6 separate regions of the Sus scrofa genome follow, and all the other regions are linked to region 6. The links are chromatin contacts, called in public Hi-C, HiChIP or PLAC-seq and promoter capture Hi-C maps. All regions are on one chromosome and are shown on one strand. The core of a region is the stretch at or near the end of the contact, and the rest is flanking DNA. Distances in the headings are between cores, read along the strand shown.

What was found. Promoter capture Hi-C pulls out the DNA fragments that hold promoters and counts their contacts. Hi-C and Micro-C count contacts between places; a contact is called where the count stands out from the background. HiChIP or PLAC-seq counts read pairs in DNA pulled down with a chosen protein or histone mark.
Region 1: a contact with region 6 is called in a promoter capture Hi-C map of fetal liver, with 4 times the contacts expected there. The contact joins the promoter of SELENON here to the promoter of TMEM50A in region 6. A contact is called at or near these places in 3 of 5 promoter capture datasets (fetal liver, fetal skeletal muscle and liver) and 1 of 2 datasets of contacts at active chromatin or transcription factors (alveolar macrophages).
Region 2: a contact with region 6 is called in a Hi-C map of liver, with 5 times the contacts expected there. The contact joins the promoter of MTFR1L here to the promoter of TMEM50A in region 6. A contact is called at or near these places in 3 of 5 promoter capture datasets (fetal liver, fetal skeletal muscle and liver), 3 of 47 Hi-C or Micro-C datasets (brain, liver and skeletal muscle) and 1 of 2 datasets of contacts at active chromatin or transcription factors (alveolar macrophages).
Region 3: a Hi-C map of liver shows a contact between it and region 6, with 5 times the contacts expected there. The contact joins the enhancer-like site here to the promoter of TMEM50A in region 6. A contact is called at or near these places in 1 of 5 promoter capture datasets (liver) and 1 of 47 Hi-C or Micro-C datasets (liver).
Region 4: an H3K27ac HiChIP or PLAC-seq map of skeletal muscle shows a contact between it and region 6, with 4 times the contacts expected there. The contact joins the promoter of CLIC4 here to the promoter of TMEM50A in region 6. A contact is called at or near these places in 1 of 5 promoter capture datasets (fetal liver) and 1 of 2 datasets of contacts at active chromatin or transcription factors (skeletal muscle).
Region 5: a Hi-C map of liver shows a contact between it and region 6, with 5 times the contacts expected there. The contact joins the promoter of AUNIP here to the promoter of TMEM50A in region 6. A contact is called at or near these places in 1 of 5 promoter capture datasets (fetal liver) and 1 of 47 Hi-C or Micro-C datasets (liver).

The regions. Positions count from the first base shown.
Region 1 is chr6:83,245,490-83,248,189 of Sscrofa11.1, forward strand. It overlaps SELENON (selenoprotein N), which reads left to right and starts at 1,445. Exons shown (of 13, transcript XM_021095600.1): 1 at 1,445-1,614; 2 at 1,769-1,778; 3 at 2,286-2,406. The coding sequence starts at 1,445.
Region 2 is chr6:83,264,068-83,266,773 of Sscrofa11.1, forward strand. MTFR1L (mitochondrial fission regulator 1-like) reads left to right here and starts at 1,284. Exons shown (of 7, transcript XM_021095596.1): 1 at 1,284-1,422.
Region 3 is chr6:83,151,764-83,154,463 of Sscrofa11.1, forward strand. All of the region lies in intron 2 of MAN1C1 (mannosyl-oligosaccharide 1,2-alpha-mannosidase IC), which reads left to right. Among named protein-coding and RNA genes, the nearest start is that of MAN1C1, 63 kb to the left of the region's middle. Within about 2 kb of position 1,263, at least 36 of the 83 cell types and tissues checked have an H3K27ac peak or open chromatin away from gene starts, as enhancers often do. A contact at or near this core is called in liver, where this site is marked.
Region 4 is chr6:82,399,639-82,402,365 of Sscrofa11.1, forward strand. CLIC4 (chloride intracellular channel protein 4) reads left to right here and starts at 1,403. Exons shown (of 6, transcript XM_021095589.1): 1 at 1,403-1,781. The coding sequence starts at 1,710.
Region 5 is chr6:83,315,327-83,318,026 of Sscrofa11.1, forward strand. It overlaps AUNIP (aurora kinase A and ninein-interacting protein), which reads right to left and starts at 1,316. Exons shown (of 3, transcript XM_013999063.2): 1 at 891-1,316. The coding sequence starts at 974. It also overlaps the pseudogene LOC110261117.
Region 6 is chr6:82,860,354-82,863,053 of Sscrofa11.1, forward strand. TMEM50A (transmembrane protein 50A) reads left to right here and starts at 1,332. Exons shown (of 7, transcript NM_001243626.1): 1 at 1,332-1,421. It also overlaps a transcript of RSRP1 not described here.

The sequences.
Region 1 (2,700 bases), core at 195-2,694, 390 kb after region 6:
ACAATCCTCACCCCACTGCATGGCTTGAGAACAAACTAAGATAGTGTGAATCTTCCAACACTAAGTTCAGCACCAAGTGGGTGCTCAGCACCTGTGAAATCCCTCCTCCAACATCCCGCACTTATTGGGTGCACAGGCCCTGGGGCAGGCAGTGATCTCCAAGGACAGCACCCGGGCTCTCCCGGTCTCCTGGGCTCCGGGTACTTGTCTAGAAGCTTTGGCCTCTGCTGCCCTCTGGTGGCAAAGTGCCAGCCGGGCTCTCCCGGTCTCCTGGGCTCCGGGTACTTGTCTAGAAGCTTTGGCCTCTGCTGCCCTCTGGTGGCAAAGTGCAGGCAGAGCCATCTCTGAGCTCCGTGGGGCTTTGATATAACAACGGAAGAGGCCCAGGGGAACCAAGGAACTTAACAGATTTGAAAGTGCTTCCTGGGCGTTCCCATCGCGGCCCGACGAGTATCCATGAGGACGTCGGTTCGATCCCTGGCCTCGCTCAGTGGGTTAAGGACCCGGCGTTGCCATGAGCCTATGGCGTAAGTCGCAAACACAGCTCAGATCCCGCGTTGCTGCGGCAGTGGTGTAGGCCTGATAGCTGTAGCTCCCATTCGACCCGTGGCCTGGGAACCTCCATATGCCATGGGAGTAGCCCTAAAAATTGAAAAAGAAATTACGTCATTAAACTTCACTTGCCTCTATCCTCAAGGTAGTCCTCCACGTGTTGTCCTCCAGAAAAACCACTGCGGTGGCAACTCACAGCCAGCCTTGCTTGGTGCCCAGGGACTGCCACCCCAGCCAACCCGGGTATTTCCTCTTCACCACAACCCACGGAAGAGCCTGAATCCTCCTTATAGGTGAGGAAATTTTAGTCCCACAGGTGAGGGTTCAGGGCTACAGGTAGCTCCCATCCTGATGAATTTACAGGAGTGCCCTTCCAGGTGGACCATGAAAAGGATAGCGAGGGTTGGACCTGGTGGTTTTTCTGGTTTGGGATGACTGAGGACATTTTAGAAGGCAGGTGGAATAAGGGTGGAAGCTAGATTCCTGGAAGCTGCTGGAGGACCTAAGTGCCCTCCGCTGGGTCCCTCACATCTGCCTACAGAGCTGGACAGAGAGCTGACAAAGCTTCAGATGTGCGGTCCTCCCCACCCCGCCCAGCCCAGCCCCTTCCTTCTCCCAGGCCTCGGCCTGGCACTTCCAGGCCGGATGGGACGCGGAGGCCCGGTTTCTTTGTGGAAGATTAAATGCCAGAAGAAGGCACCGAATGGCAGGAATGGGTCCCGGTGCCCGGTTACTGACCAGCGCGCCCATGGACGCCGCGCCCCCGGTTGCCCCGCCCCCGGCTGCCCCGCCCCGGCCCGCGGGGTCCCCCGGCCCCGCCCCCGGCCCGCCCGCGCCCGCGCCGCCGCCCGTCCGCGTTCCCGGCCGCCCGGAGCGTCCGCGAGTCGCCGACATGGGCCGGGCCCGGCCGGGCGAGCGCGGGCCGCCCAGCCCCGGCCCCGCCGAGCCGCCCGCTCCCCCGCCGCGCCGCGGCCGCATCCTGGCGCTGCTCGGAGCGCTGTTCGCCGCCGCCGCGGCCGCCGCCGCCGCGCGGGCCTTCGCCCGCCACTCCGAGGCCCAGGCGCCGCGCGGCAGGTCCGGGCCGCGGGGAGGGCGCGGCGGCCGGGAGAGTCGGGTGGGCTTGGGAGGGGCTGGGCTCTGAGGGGCCGGGCCGGGTGGGGGACCAGGCGAGGTCGGGGATGGAAGGGCGCCCCGACCCGAGGGGACGGGGCCTTAGGGCTGGGAGGGCTGCATGGAAGGGCTAAGAAAACGGGGTTGGGGGGGCGGGCAGACTTGGAAGGACTGATGGGGGAGGTGGAAGGACTGGCCAGCGTGCAGCAGGGGCTGGGACAGGCTTCAGGGGAACAGTATATGTGGGTGACTGGGACAGTGGACCGCAGACAAAGCTCATAGAAGCAGGGACTGGAGCCTCTGGATGGGTCCAGGGAGCGCTGGGACAGTGGGCAGGGGAGTCAGACGAGGACAATGGGTGGACCAGAGGGTGATGGGGGATGGGTCCAGATAGAAAGGGATCACCAGAGTGGATACTGGATGAGGGCAGGGAGTGAAGCAAAGGGACCAGGAGGGGTGGGAAGGGGACTGGGGTTCTGGGGTGCACAGAGGTGGTGTTTGGACACACGAACTGGGAGGTGGGCTGAGGGAACTCAGGAAGATGGTGGCAGGAGCTGCTCCTTGCATGCTTTTGGGATATGGGTTGGGAATCCAACTGCTCAGCCCAGCCACCTCCTCCCAAGCAGGATTCAGCACTGAAAGCCCTGGGGACAGAAGGCCTCTTCCTCTTTTCCTCCCTGGACACTGACCAGGACATGTACATCAGCCCTGAGGAGTTCAAGCCCATCGCCGAGAAGCTGACAGGTACCAGGAGAGCCTGGGGACTGGGGAGGAGGAGGCAAGGCCCTGCCCTCTGCTTCTTGCTTGTGTCTGCTCTAAGCAGGGGGGCTGCCTGGAGTCGGGGGGAGGCCTGTGGGGCCTAGCAGCCCTGGGGTCCTCCCATCCCTGACACTTTCTAGCCGGGGTTTGGGCAAGCTGCTTTAACAGACACATGCACATACAACACACACACACACACAAACACACACACACACCCCTGAGCCTGTTCTCCTCGTGTGAATAATAGTAGCTAATATTCCCTGAGCACTTCCTCAGGAC
Region 2 (2,706 bases), core at 34-2,533, 400 kb after region 6:
CTCTGGAGCATAACCCACACTGCCATCCAAACTGGCCTCTTGTACCCTTTAGTAGTCATTGGCTTATGGGGTAGAGTAACTTCCCAGGTTAGGGCTTCCATTCTCCCTCCTGCAAGGGCAATTTTCTGGAAAATGGGGCAGCTGTGAGCAGCCAGTAGAGTTGCTGGGGGATGATTCACTGGTTGGGTAAAAGGGATCTTCATGAAGAACCAAGATAGCATCTGTCACACCAAGGAAAGGCAACTAGAGCGAATTCGCAAGATCTGCCATTGCCCAGGACAGGAAAGTAATGGTTAAAGCATGTTTGTCATCCTGGAAAGAGGGTTGGAAATGGAAGCCAAATTTCATCATTTAAAATATGGTGGGATCAGGGTGGACACCGTCTCTGACCACGGCCAGCTACAGAGTTTACAGGATCAGTGCAAAATGAAAACGCAGGGCCTTTGTTGAAAAAAAAAAAAAATTGTTGTTAATTTCAAGAGGGCAACAGCAGGCACCAATTAGTCTGAGCGTGAGGCCTGTGTGAATGCACAGCTTCTCTCCCCAAGAAGCCAGTCTGTCTCTGGCAGCTAGGACTTGCAACCAAAGAACTATAGCCTGGAAGCCAAGCACAGCCACGTGTTGAGGTCAGATGAGGACATGTGACCCAGGCCTGGATGTCATGGAGACCAGGACTCTGAGGCTTTGAGCACAAAGAGGGAGTGGGTGAGTGAGTCTGGAAGGAATGTGAGTCTCTTTCCCAAAGCATCTGGTGTCTTGCCAGTCTAGCCATCTGATCATCCAACTCACTGAGTATACCTGTGTGTGTCTTTGTGATATACCTAACTGCTAAAATAGAAGAAAGCTACAAAGCCCTGGAGAGCAGAGTCAGAGGAAGAAAGGCCCATTCTTGCCGCAGAGAAGACTGTAGAGGGTCTTGGCTGGGAAGTATGAACTGTGAAGCCACCAGGGCGAGATGGGGCAAAGCAAGCACTAAATCTGGGGCCTTGGATGCCAGAGGGAGGATTCTGAAGTTTGCACTACAGTTGGGAAGAGCAAACACCGATCAATGTGGGGGCCAAGCAGCAACACAGGCCCTTTCCAGAGGTTGGAGCCGGACTAAGCGTGGAGAGTGGTAAGGAGGGAAAGGAGGCCGAGACCAGCGGGAGATGCGACTGGGCGGACCTCGGGGATCAACTTTCCCCAAGGCTCGGACGGCAGGGGGCGTGGCCTCGGGGCTTGTCTCCGCCCTCGGGATCGGCACGTGCCGCCGCCCCGCCCTCCGCGGCTGGCCTGCCCAGGGCGCGCGGGGCCGCGGCTCGGTGCGCAGCTGCAAGGGATCGCTTCCGGGGGGCGGGTCAGCGGAAGTGAGGGTGGTAGAGGCTGGGCGGCCCGCTACGGTAGGAGGGGCCGTGAGGTGAGAGTCCTGAGCCGGAGGCTGAGGTGAGACTAGGTGCGAGTGCCGCCCCAGAGTGGAAGCGCGGCTTTCCGGGTCCGGCCGTCGCGCAGCCTAATGAATGCCAGGCGCTGTGCGTTCGGTGCCCGCGGCTCCGGTGCCCGCGCCGGTTCTCGCGGCAGCCACTGTTGTCCACCTCACTCGGCAGGGGGGAAACGGAGTCCCCGGAGGCAGTTGCTCGCCGGAGTCACCCAGATGCGCCAGAGGCTGCTCGTTTCGGACGCCCCCTCGCTCCTGCCGGGACCCGGCCCCGGGCCTGTGGGTCCAAGGGCCGCCGGAGCTGCGGCAAGAACTTGGCCGACCTTGGCCTTGTCGGGTCGGGCTGTTGCGGGGGAGGGGAGGCGTGTCCCGGGCGAGGTCCCTGGGGTCGCGCAGAGTGTCGGCGCGGCGGAGACCGGGGATGATGGGACCAGGCCCCGCTCGGGAGGCGCTGCGGCTCCTGCGGGAGGCCGTGTGTAAACACTGGGACGGCAGCCTCGGAAGGGGCTGTGGGGGCGCAGAAGTGGTCGGAGCCGGCCAGCGCGGCCAGCGCGGCCAGCAAGCTGGGGGGTCTTCTAGCCGGGCACTTGGGGTGGGGTGGAGGGTTGAACTCGGCGTTCTCGTCCGTTTCTCGATTGGACAAATGAAATGCTCAAGTGCCTACCGTGTATGGAGCAGGCGCTGTGCCCTGCTGGGAAGTCGTCGCCCTTGGGGCAAACTTCACGGCACACCGTTACCTAGATACTGCTGAAGGACCCCAAAGGAAACGCAGGGTGCCTCGGGGTGACTGTCAGGGAAGGGGAGGCGATGCTTGAGCTGAGCTCCAAGAATGATTAAGGATGAACTTGGTGAAGAGGGTGTTGGTGTTTGAAGCAGAGGGAATAGTGTAGACAAGACCATCGAAGGGCTGAAGGGCCAGTGTGGTTGGAGGGCAAGGGGAAAGCAGGTGTGGCTATGAAGTGTGCGGGGGCCAGAGTGGACAGGCCCTGGAGGATGAATGCGGTGAGTGGGTAGACAGGACAGAGAAGGGTGAAGATGAGGTTGGGCCTGACTGCCGAGGCCCTGCAAGCCATGCTGAGGAGTCTAGATGTTATCCTCTTGGCTCTAGCAAGCACAGTGGGTTTTAAGCATGACAGGAACATGATTAGCCAGGAGTTCTAGAAAGATGCCTCTGGCTGTTATGTGAGGGTTAGGTCCAACTGAGTTTGGAGGTGAGTTTGGAGAAGTGGCTGCATGACTAAAGTGAGAAACACAGGGAAGCACTGTTGTGTGGAACTTGTGGCAGGCACTGA
Region 3 (2,700 bases), core at 13-2,512, 290 kb after region 6:
ATCCCGCTCCTGCTGTGCTCTGTCCCGCTCATCCTCTGCAGCTGCCATGACCTCCTCCGTCACAAAGTACATTGGGAATCAGCAGACTGACCCTGAAAGAGCAGCAGTCTTGCTTAGTCAGCGGCTCTGATCCCAGGCATCTTCTCTGTGAAGGAGAGAGGTGCATCTGCGGCTGGAAGCAACGTCCCCCTGCTGCGAGCCAGCTCGGGGTGACCGTGAGGGCCCCAGATTGGATTCTGCCTCTGCCTGGTGAATCCCCAGTAGAACTGCCTGACCAAATCCCTGTTTCCAGAGATGATTTACAGCCTTGGGTGAGCTAAGAGGCAAAATGAGCACGGCACGATTTTTAGATCACAGGCTGCGAATGGTCGGCCTTCGCAGAGAGAAAAATCACCTTTGCCTTGTAAACGGAGCAAATATGATATTGGAGAGGGAATAAATCCAGGCCCCAAGATATCATTTTTACAACTGCGTTTTGGCGTGTGACTTAGCTGTGCCTTCTGTACAGTGTTCATAGTCTCTACGTGTGTGTGCAGGTGCACACACATGCACACACACACACACACACACACTCCAGTCTTCCTGGGTCCTTCTGTAGGTTAGAAAGCCGCTCCGCAGTGTGGCTGTGGGGAGGTACACACTTTGCAGACAGTTTTGAAAACTGTTTTCAAAAGATAAACAGTTTTCCATAGATCTCCATGCTGTTTCCACAGCTCTCTGAATTTGTTTCTGAGTGGCAGCAGTTTTGACTTGGGAGCTATGCCAGGGTTCAGATTCCTGGCGTTTACCAGCTGAATTAAATGGGGCAAGTCAGAAAGTGCTCTGAAGCTCAGTTTACCCACCTATAAAAGAGGGAGGGCAGAGCTAGGTAGCCCCAGTGCAGTGCCCAGCACCTACGAAGCCCTCATAAAGGACTTTTCCTTCCCGGAGGGCAGATACACCCTTCCCAGCCCCTTCCCTGTCTCCTCTTTTATTGGGTGACAGAGCACTGGGACTTCTCTGGCTGAAAATGCCATATCCTCTTTTGTAAGTTTTGTTTTTTGGAGGTTTGTTTTTTCTTTTTTTCTGAAAAACAAAAACAAAACACCAAATATCCATAGCTCTTGGAAGATCAATATCAGGCAATGATGCTCCCTGATTTTGGCAGGCGGTGGTGCACATTCCTGACCCCGGCTTTGAGTTTGTTTTGAGAAAGCGCTGTCATCAGCCCCGGAGGTGGTGATGTTGCAATTCCTTGGGTAGAATGGGTCAGGCTACAGGGCAGCGAGCAAACCTTCCCGGCAGTCACATGTCTTGGGAGCCGGGGCTGCTCCATCCGGAGGCCAGAGGCTGTCAAAGCACAGAGGAAATGGATTAGAAACACCAGTCACAGGCAAATGGCCTTTAGCACCAGGAAGAAAATGGGAGGAAAGTATTAACCCCACGCATGGGAAGGCCAGGCAGGACTGGCAGTTTCTGGTCAGATGCTGCAGCCGGTGGTGGCCTCCCTGTGGCCTTGCGTGACACATCCACGATTCCTCGGCCAGCTTCTAAAGACCAGAATGTCCCTGGAGTGACGCTGGGTGATTAGCAAAGCAGAGCGCTCACCTCTCAGTTGGCCTGCCGACTGCCACGCTCTCATGCTGCTGACCACTCAGGCCGCGCTGCTCTGCACCCTCCTACCAGAAAGATATTTTCCCCCCAAGCGGTTTCTAATTAAGATGCATCTTTGCTGTTTTTTTCTTTCTCTTTTTGTTTAAAAGACTTCCCACCAGCACAGAGCATCATTTATGTCTCTAGAAAATATAGCAGCAGGTTGTTGTGAAAAGAAAACTTGAGGCTTGGAGCCTTGGGTCCCTGCCCCAGCCCGGCACCAGCAGCCACCTGAGCCCGCGACCTCCTCTGGGTCTCGACTCGGCTTCAGTACAAAGAGGTTGGCACCCTGGGCCCTCACTGTCCCCTCTGTGATTCTCAGCTCGTTACTAGGGCTCATTTTTTTTCCCGCCTCTGAGAGGCTATTTGGGCTACGCAGTTTCTGTTGAAATCTGAAATTTTAGTAGCAAGTCTTGTGCCTGTTGGAGAGGAGTGAGTCAGGGTATCTATTCCCAGAGCAAGTTACCGGGGAAGCATGAGATGATTCATATTGAAACTGACATTCCCTCCTGGGGGTGACGTGTTCCTGCCCAATTTCCATAGGCCTTCCCTTCCTTGGAAACAAGGCAGAGCCCGCAGCAGCCAGCCAGCCCTCTTTGCTTCCTTGCATTAATGGCAAGCACTTGCCAGATTTCCCAGCAAACTCAGTAACAAATAGGTCTGCGAATTCACAGAATCTCAGACTGTCCATGCCAGGTGGATTCTTTGAAACCATCTGGTCCAGCATCGAAGGATGGGGAAAGACGCACAGAGGGACAGGGCACTCGGAAGGTCTGACAGCCAGGAATTGAACCCTGGTCCTTTAACTTGAGCCTCTATCTTTTTTTTCCTTTTTAATTATTTTTTTAAAAATTAAGATGTAACTTACAATTTACAGTAAAATGCACAAATCTTAAGTGCATAGCCCAAGGAATTTTACATGTGGATGCACCCCTGTCACCACCCCACAGGTCAAGATAGAGGGCCCTTCTGTTACCCCAGAAGCTCCCCCAGACCCTCCCTGGTCAGCAGTCCCCATTGGTTCTGACTTGTCACCTTAGGTTTGTTTTGTCTGCTTTAAAATGTCCT
Region 4 (2,727 bases), core at 153-2,652, 460 kb before region 6:
CACATGTTGTTTGTTCAAACATTCTGACAAGTGCTATGCCTCGAGGATGTGGGAGATAAACCTAATGTCTGGCCATCTCAGGACTCGGCATTCAACTTAAACCTGGGAAGTGGGCGTGGGGGGGTGAGGGTGGGGTGGGGTAGTAGCTGGGTCATGTTTGAGGGAAATTCAGAAGAGGGAACAAACAAATAACTTTTCAGAGGGGGTGACATTTGCCTCAGGCATTCAAGGGTAGCAAACCCAGAGCCAGCGCCTACCTCCTACCTGGCTCAAGGTATCACAGCCCTTGCCCTCGGGGGCTTCAAACCCTAGTATGGTTTTTCCAGTTTGAGGACGACCTACATCAAAATGTCCCAGGGCTTTCTTTCTTTTTTTTTTTCCTTGTCTTTTTGAGGGCGGCCCCCATCGCATATGGAGGTTCCGGGGCTAGTGGTCTAATTGCAACTGTGGCTGCCGACCCACACCACATCCACAGCAACACCAGATCTCAACTGCGTCTGCAATCTGCATCGCAGCTCACGGCAATGCCGGATCCTTAACGTGCTGAGCAAGGCCAGGGATTGAACCCTCAACCTCATGGTTCCTGGTTTTCCTGGTCAGATTCATTTCCGCTGCCCCACAACGGCAACTCCTCCCAGGGCTTGTTAAAATGTGAATTCCTCTCTTCCCCATAGGAGGAGACTCAGAGAACTGGGTAAAGCAGGGTTGGATGTAGCACCAGGTGATCCTGATGCACATTCAAGTTTGCCACGTGAATACGGAAAGAAATTACGCCAGGAAAGGAGAACCTCATGGACCATGGCTTGGGAATCCTTCGAAACATTCAGCCACTGGAGGATGCAGTTCCAGACTGTAGGCTTTCGGAAGAAGAGGGGGATCCCCGCCGCGCTTATAACCGGGGGCCTGGAACACTGTAAGGCCTCATATATATTTGCTCGTACGCTGGCTCCCAAGACAGAAGTGACAGGAGAGTCAAAGGGAAAAAACAAGTAAGAAGAGAGAGAGAGAAAAAAAAGGTGTTTCTAAGGGGATGACAACTTTCCGAAAAGGGAAAAGGGAGCTCCGCCTAACGGAGTTGAGGAGGCGACCGCTGCGGTCAAGGGCGATGAGTCCTGGGGGCTGCTGCAGGGGGAGGGCGGGAGGCGCCTTCTCGCTTCCCCAGGCCGGCCGAAGGCTGAGGTCACCTGGCAAAGCGCCAGCAGCAGCTGCAAGGACTCGCCAGCGCTTCGGCGGGAGGCGGTGTCAGGCGCTGGTCCCCAGGGGACTTTCCCTCCCGCCCCCTCGGGAGGCGTGGCTCGGAGTCCTGCCCGCCACCCGCCTGAGACTTGGCAATTTTAGGAGCCCTCCAAGGCCACGCCCTCCAGCCTAGGTCCAGCCCCCTAAAGCTGTCGGTCTGCCTCCCCAGCCTAAAGCCAAGCACTCGAGCCCCGGCAGCCCCCTTTCCTCCGAAGAGTCCGGAGAGGCTGGGCTTTTGGCCCCGCCCCAACCGAAGCCCCTCCCCGGGCCACGCCCCACGACTTGAAGAGGCTTGGGCTGCCGCCGCCTCAGAGTCGCGCGCGGGGCGTGGGGCGGTGCGGAGGAGCCGATCCTAAGGCAAGGTTGACGCCGGGACTGTCCAGGGAGGCGCAGCGTGGCGGGAGCCCGAGCCAGAGCAGCCCCAGAGCTGAAGCAGCCGTCGTCGCCGTCCGCGGAGCCCAGCCGAACCGGCCATGGCGTTGTCGATGCCGCTGAACGGATTGAAGGAGGAGGACAAAGAGCCCATCATCGAGCTCTTCGTCAAGGTGAGCGCTCGCCGCCGTCCCGCCCCGCCGAGTGCTCGGCGCCCGCCTGGCCGCGGGGGGCGGCGTCCCCTGCCGCTCCTCAGCCCCGGCGCCCCCGCAGCGCCCCCGCGCGGCGCTCCTCACCGGGAGGGAGGGAATCTCTGCCCCCGCGCCCCCGGCCCATTGTCTTGGGCCCACCCGCCCCTTCCCGCCACGGAGGCCGTCGAGGGAGCCGGGGTGGGACGGGGACCCCAGAAAGCCAGCGCTCCCGGCCGCCGGCAGCGCCTCCAGCGGCGCGGGCCCCGGCGGACGCAGCACCGTCGTCCCGCGTCCGGGTGGGACTAGCTGCCCCCCTCGGCCCCTGGGACCCTGGCGGGGTTGGGCCCTGTCACCACCACCCTCCCTCCGCCACCGCCCGGGCCCGACCCCACCCCACCCCTGAGCTCTCCAAGTTCACCCCCGGCCAGGGGGGCGAAGCCTGGAGCCCGTGGTGAGCTGATGAACTGAACTTTGAACGCTTTCTAGAAGAGCGTTTCACTCTCGGCTGGTAGGAAACCGTAACTTTAATTTTCGGTTCCATCTGAAAAATTTTTTTCTAAAAAGAGCAGGCAGTCCTGCGCCTACGGAAAAGACCGAGATTCCCAACTGAGGTTTTCCTGCCTTAGGTATTTTACCACCATCTGGTTTTCTTGTTTCTCAAGCGCGAAGTGTTTTGTATGATGCAATATTTTGGCTGCTCCCCTCGGTGTTGTTGCCTCGGGAAAGATCGTGTGTGCCCTTTTGTTTTGAAAGAAAAGCTGGTGAGGGAAAGAATTCCGAACTTGCTTGGACTTTAAAGGGTTGATTTTTTTTTTCCCCCTTTGTCTCTTCAGTTTTTATATCCTGGAACTACCATATTTGCTGATAATTACCACCCTTAGCCCTTTCCTATTTTTCTTCAACATTTTTCATTTTACCAAAGGAGAGA
Region 5 (2,700 bases), core at 66-2,565, 450 kb after region 6:
AAGACTGTAATAAACTTGAGGAAGAATCCTGCCCTTAGGGTCTGTTTTGAAGCTATTTTTCAAGTGTAAAATGAATATCATTATATCACTACTGTGTAGATGAGTACCAAACAAGGTAATTCATCTGAAATAGCACAATCTCCAGCTTAAAATGCTCAATAAACATGAACTATTATAGCATCCTTTTGCTTTTCTGTAATAACTAACAGAGACTCTTGCATATGTGCCAAACCTGGGTGTAATTTTCAATTCTCCTAGTTGGGTGAACCTGGGTTAATTACCTCACCTGCGTTTCCTTATTCCGCTAAGGGAGATGCTACATATAATACACATTAAATACTTAACACAGTATTTTTGGCACCCAGAGGATGCTCAATAAATATCAGGCCAGCTCCCCTTCCAGTCTCATCTATTTTTTACCCCCTACAGTTTACAAGTTCTGGGCAGGTAAATGGCCGGCAACCTGGCAAGGAGGGACCCACAGGGCAAGAACTAGCCAAGTTTGCATAAGCAGCCAGCCCTCCACACTTCATCCTCAGCTACCGTCCCGTAGGGGCTGTGAGCTCCTAAGGAGTCTGCTCCATTACGCTCTTCCGGGCAAATTTTCCCTCCACCTTCTCCCCTCACCTCGAAACTTCGCTGCCCCAGGGTCTCCACATCCCTCCACGGCCTGCCTGCCTTCCGCCCCCATTTTCTCTTCACTCCTCCCAAACCCTGCTTTTCAACCTTCTTCAGACTCCAATCCCTCTCTCCCCTAAACTTCCAAAGTTGTTCCGACTCGGCCCCCGACTTTACCCCCATCACCTTCTTGTCCCCCCCAAACTCCTCCCTTCTCATGCCTTCGGGGCCCCAAACCCTCCCCACCAACCCCTCTGGCCCCGACACCCCACCTGCGCTTTCCGCCTCTTCAGCGCCGCCGCGTCCAGCCACACGCCGCAGGCCTCCTCCTCCTCCTCCGGGCCTCTCCGCCTCATGGCCGGTGAAGAGAACAAGCCGAAGCAACTCACCGCTGAGTCTCAGGCCGCCTTAGGGAACCACCATAACAGACCCCGCCGAAGTTTAGATCTCGCGCCAACGCTGGGGGTGGAGCAACGGCGCGTCCGCCCGGCGCAGGCACCGCCCCCAGCGTCAGCTCCGCCCCAGCTCAGGCTCCGCCCCTCTCCTAAGCCCAATGGGATGGATACCTTCACTACCACCTCAACAGATCTGATTCGTCGTGAGCCTTTCCAGTTACCAAGGCGCGTTCTTTACGGATTTCTCATTCAAGAGTTGTACTCCGGGAGTTCCCTTCCTGGCTCAGCGGAAACGAATGTGACGAGCATCCGTGAGGACGCAGTCCGATCTCTGGCGTCACTCAGTGGGTTAAAGATCCGGCGTTGCTGTGAGCTGTGGTGTGAGCTGTGGTGTAGGTCGCAGATGCGGCTCGCATCCAGGGTGGCTGTGGCTGTGGCCGGGGCCATAGCTCCGATTTGATCCCTAGACTGGGAACCACCATATGCCTTCGGTCCGGCCCTAAGAAGCACCAAAAAAAAAAAAAGAATTGTATTCTGAAACTGTGCTATATGAACGTGTTCCCGACGTTGCACAAGGAATGCGCGTTTTCTTTTTGCTGAGTTAGTTGCACTTTCTTATAACCATCAGGGCTCAGAGTTTGCCATGTCTCACAGGTGAATCTTCAAGAACATCTCAAAAGGAAGAGGAGGAGCTGAAGCTCTGGTCCTCCAACTCCAAAGCTGGGGTCCTCAAGACTACCCTAAATGGATTACTTTTGTAATTCAAAACAAAAAAAAAGTTTAACTATGAAACCACATGGGAGAGGATTTAGAAAACGTTAAGGAGAATGAAAACTAAAAATTTGGAGTCAGGAACTAGCTTTCAGTCCTGCTTTCACCACTTACTCTATGGCGTTGGATTTTAAAGATTAAGTTTTGTGAAAGTATTTTGTATATTCTGAAAGCTCTTCAGAAATGCAAAAAACGCTGGTAACCCATCCATCCTTCTTTTATCTGTAACCACAATCTCTATAGATGTAATATATATAACAGGTTATTTTAGCAATGGAGTGTTACTTTTTTTTCATCCAGGATTTTTTTTTTTTTTTTTTGCTTTGCTTACCTGTACTTCCTAATTTCCCTCACTGTACATATATTGATCTATATTGCTTGTGTACTGTGGAAATGGCAATAGTGTAAACATTAACATATAACAACATTATAAAAAGTTAACATAAAGATCCTTGATTGAAAGTCCAAAATTGAAATCTTTGTCAAAGTATATATTTAAACACATTCTTTTATTTTTTATTTTTTATTTTTTTGTCTTTTTGTCTTTTTTGTCTTTTGTTGTTGTTGTTGTTGCTGTTTCTTGGGCCGCTCCCGCGGCATATGGAGATTCCCAGGCTGGGGGTTGAATCGGAGCTGTAGCCACCGGCCTACGCCAGAGCCACAGCAACGCAGGATCCGAGCCGCGTCTGCAACCTACACCACAGCTCACGGCAATGCTGGATCATTAACCCACTGAGCAAGGGCAGGGATCGAACCCGCAACCTCATGGTTCCTAGTCGGATTCGTTAACCACTGCGCCACGACGGGAACTCCCACATTCTTTTAATTTGGGGGGGGCACACATGCAGCATATGGAAGTTCCCAGGCTAGGGGTCGAATCAGAGCTACAGCTGCCGGTCTATGCCAGAGCCACAGC
Region 6 (2,700 bases), core at 82-2,581:
ATACATCAAAAGAAATCAAAGAAATTAAACGACACAAAAACCTTGGTTTCCTCGTCTACTCATACATATACCCCTACATGTAAAAGAGGTGAACCTGTGCGCCTCTCTTAGCGACAAAAAAAACCTTCCTAACCTCTTTTACTTATGTGAAACCGGGTTCTGCTCCGCGACCTCTTCCTGGATCTCTCCCTCCAGGTGCTCTGTTCTTTCGGATACACCACAGGGTAAAAGACCTAGTGCTATCGCCTGCGCGTGATCAAAGAGGCCCTTCTGTAATACGACCTTTCCTGAGAGAGGTACCTCCAGCAGAATAGCGAGCGGCGCCTGTAATTTCTCTTCTGGCGCCTTCAGGAACGAGACTGTGACTTGCCTCTTCTCCGGAGCGGGCTATGACTCTTGTACCACCATCGACTCCACCGAGACGCTGGAATGCGACCGAGAGCTTCTTGGAAGGGACGATCCCAGCCACAAGTCATTCTCTTAGCTGACACCATTGCCTCCGGCTGTGAAAAGGGTCACTTCTTCAGAATCCAGATTATCTCCTAAACATTGGTTCTCAAGCCGGTCGCTTTTCCCCAGGGGCGAGTGTTTGGCAGTCTGGAGACATTTTTGGTTGTTATAAGTGGAGGAAAGCGGGTGATGCAGATTAATCATGCTACAGCAGCACGGGACAGAGGCCCTCCCCCCCGAATTGTCTGGTCCCAAACGTCAGTAATACCTAGGCTCAGAAACCCTACCTTCAAGCAAACTGAAAAAAACGTCAACTCCTAGAAGTGGGTCACCGCGCCGGGACGCACCTGGGTCTCCCAAGTAGCAGGCTAGCAGAACTCGGCGTTACCCGCCTTCCGGGAACCGCCCCTTATAGATGCAAAGTTTCCGCGAGGGCGGGGGCGGCTCTGAGAAAAATTTTAAACAAGACTTAAAAACCGGATTAGAGCTGTTGGGCCAGATCTACCTTCTGCACCGCACCTGAGACAACTACGGAACGGGCTCCAGCACTAGAAGAATAATCACCTCTCTGAAGACTGGATATAAAGCCCAAGCAAACGCCTTCTTTTGAAAGCAAAGAGCAACTTCTCACACCTACCCTTGAAAGCTGCACGCAACTACCATTTCCGACATCCAGCTGTGGACAGAGCGCAGCGGATAGGCCCTAGAGCTGGCGCGTTCCGAGCATGCGCAGAGACACCGGCGTGGTGGGCGTGGCTCTCTGGCTCTTTCTGAGCCCATCTTCCTTCCTTCCCAGGCCTCTTCCTACGCCCGGAGCCGCATGCGCATTCCTGCCCCGGGGGCGGTGCTGTTCGATCCGGGTATCCGGCGGCCTGTGGCTGTTTTGCTTTCTTGGCTGGAACTGGGGAAGTGGGGCAACCCCGCGCGGGGCAACACCGGGTTCCGGACCGACTGCACGGGCGGGGCTGGACGTAAGTGCCAGGCGGGAGTGGGGGAAAGAGAGGCACTGCCGCAGGCCGGATGAAGTGCGGACCCGGGACTGTCTGCCCGGCCGATGCTGACCAGGTCGTTGCGTCCCACCCTCTGGGAAGCTGTAGGCTCAGGCTGTGCCTTCCTGGACCCTTCCTGGCCACTTCCTGCCCACCCGTGTCCCACCCGCGGCGGGAGGGGGCGACCGTGCCTTCCCCGAGGACGTCACAGGATCCCTGAAAATCACCATGCCCCCCTTTAGGGCGAACTGACACTCCGGAAGGGAGTGTAAGCCTGCGGGTTCACTCAGCGAGGGAGGGGGCCGAGCTAGAACTAGTTCCCGCTTCTTCCCAGTCCCAGTCCACTCTACACCTGAAATCCCCAGAGCCTGGAGGGCGGAGTTTGGGCCTGAGTGTGCGGGTAATTAACCGTAGACAAATGGTTTGGGGCGGGGTCACTGGAGTGAACCGAAAATAACATACTGATTGCTTTTCCTCCCAGGGAGGAATAAAAAGAGTGAATTTTCAACATTGGACTTGTCTTAAAGGCATATTAACACTAGTTATAATCACGGTTTTTAATATTTAATTTTTATAGTGTCTAATTTTTATATTTATTTATTTTTGTCTTTTCTTGGGCCGCTCCCAAAACATATGGAGGTTCCCAGGCTAGGGGGTCTAATTGGAGCTGTAACCGCCAGCCTACACCACAGCCACAGCAATGTAGGATCCGAGCAGTGTCTGTGACCTACACCACAGCTCATGGCAACACCGGATCATTAACCCACTGAGCGAGGCCAGGGATCGAACCTGCAACCTCATGGTTCCTAGTCCGATTCATTAACCACTGAGCCACAACGGAACTCCAATATAGTGTCTAATTTTTAAAAGGGAGGCTCCAGCTGGATTCATTGCTCTTTTTTAGGATGTGTTTTTGGGCAACCATGATTGCTGGCTACAGATTAGCTTCACGGACGGTTAAAATTAGCTGCGGGAGTTTGGGTGTTTGATTATTCTTACTATTTTTGGTCTTTTTAGGGCTGTGCCCTTGGCATACGGAAGTTCCCAGGGTTGGTTATTGCTGCACCTCCGCGGGAGCTCCAGTTGGCTTGATTATTAACAAGTTAGACTTAATGCAAACTTTTTCATATTCTGAAATAGTGATAATATGGATATGTCTCAGACCAGGTCTGTATAGCCCAGTTCAAAGGAATGTTTTATGTAGTTGTTATCCGTGGAAATTTATGATAATTTAGCAGTGGATTTTCTTTTTTTTTTATCT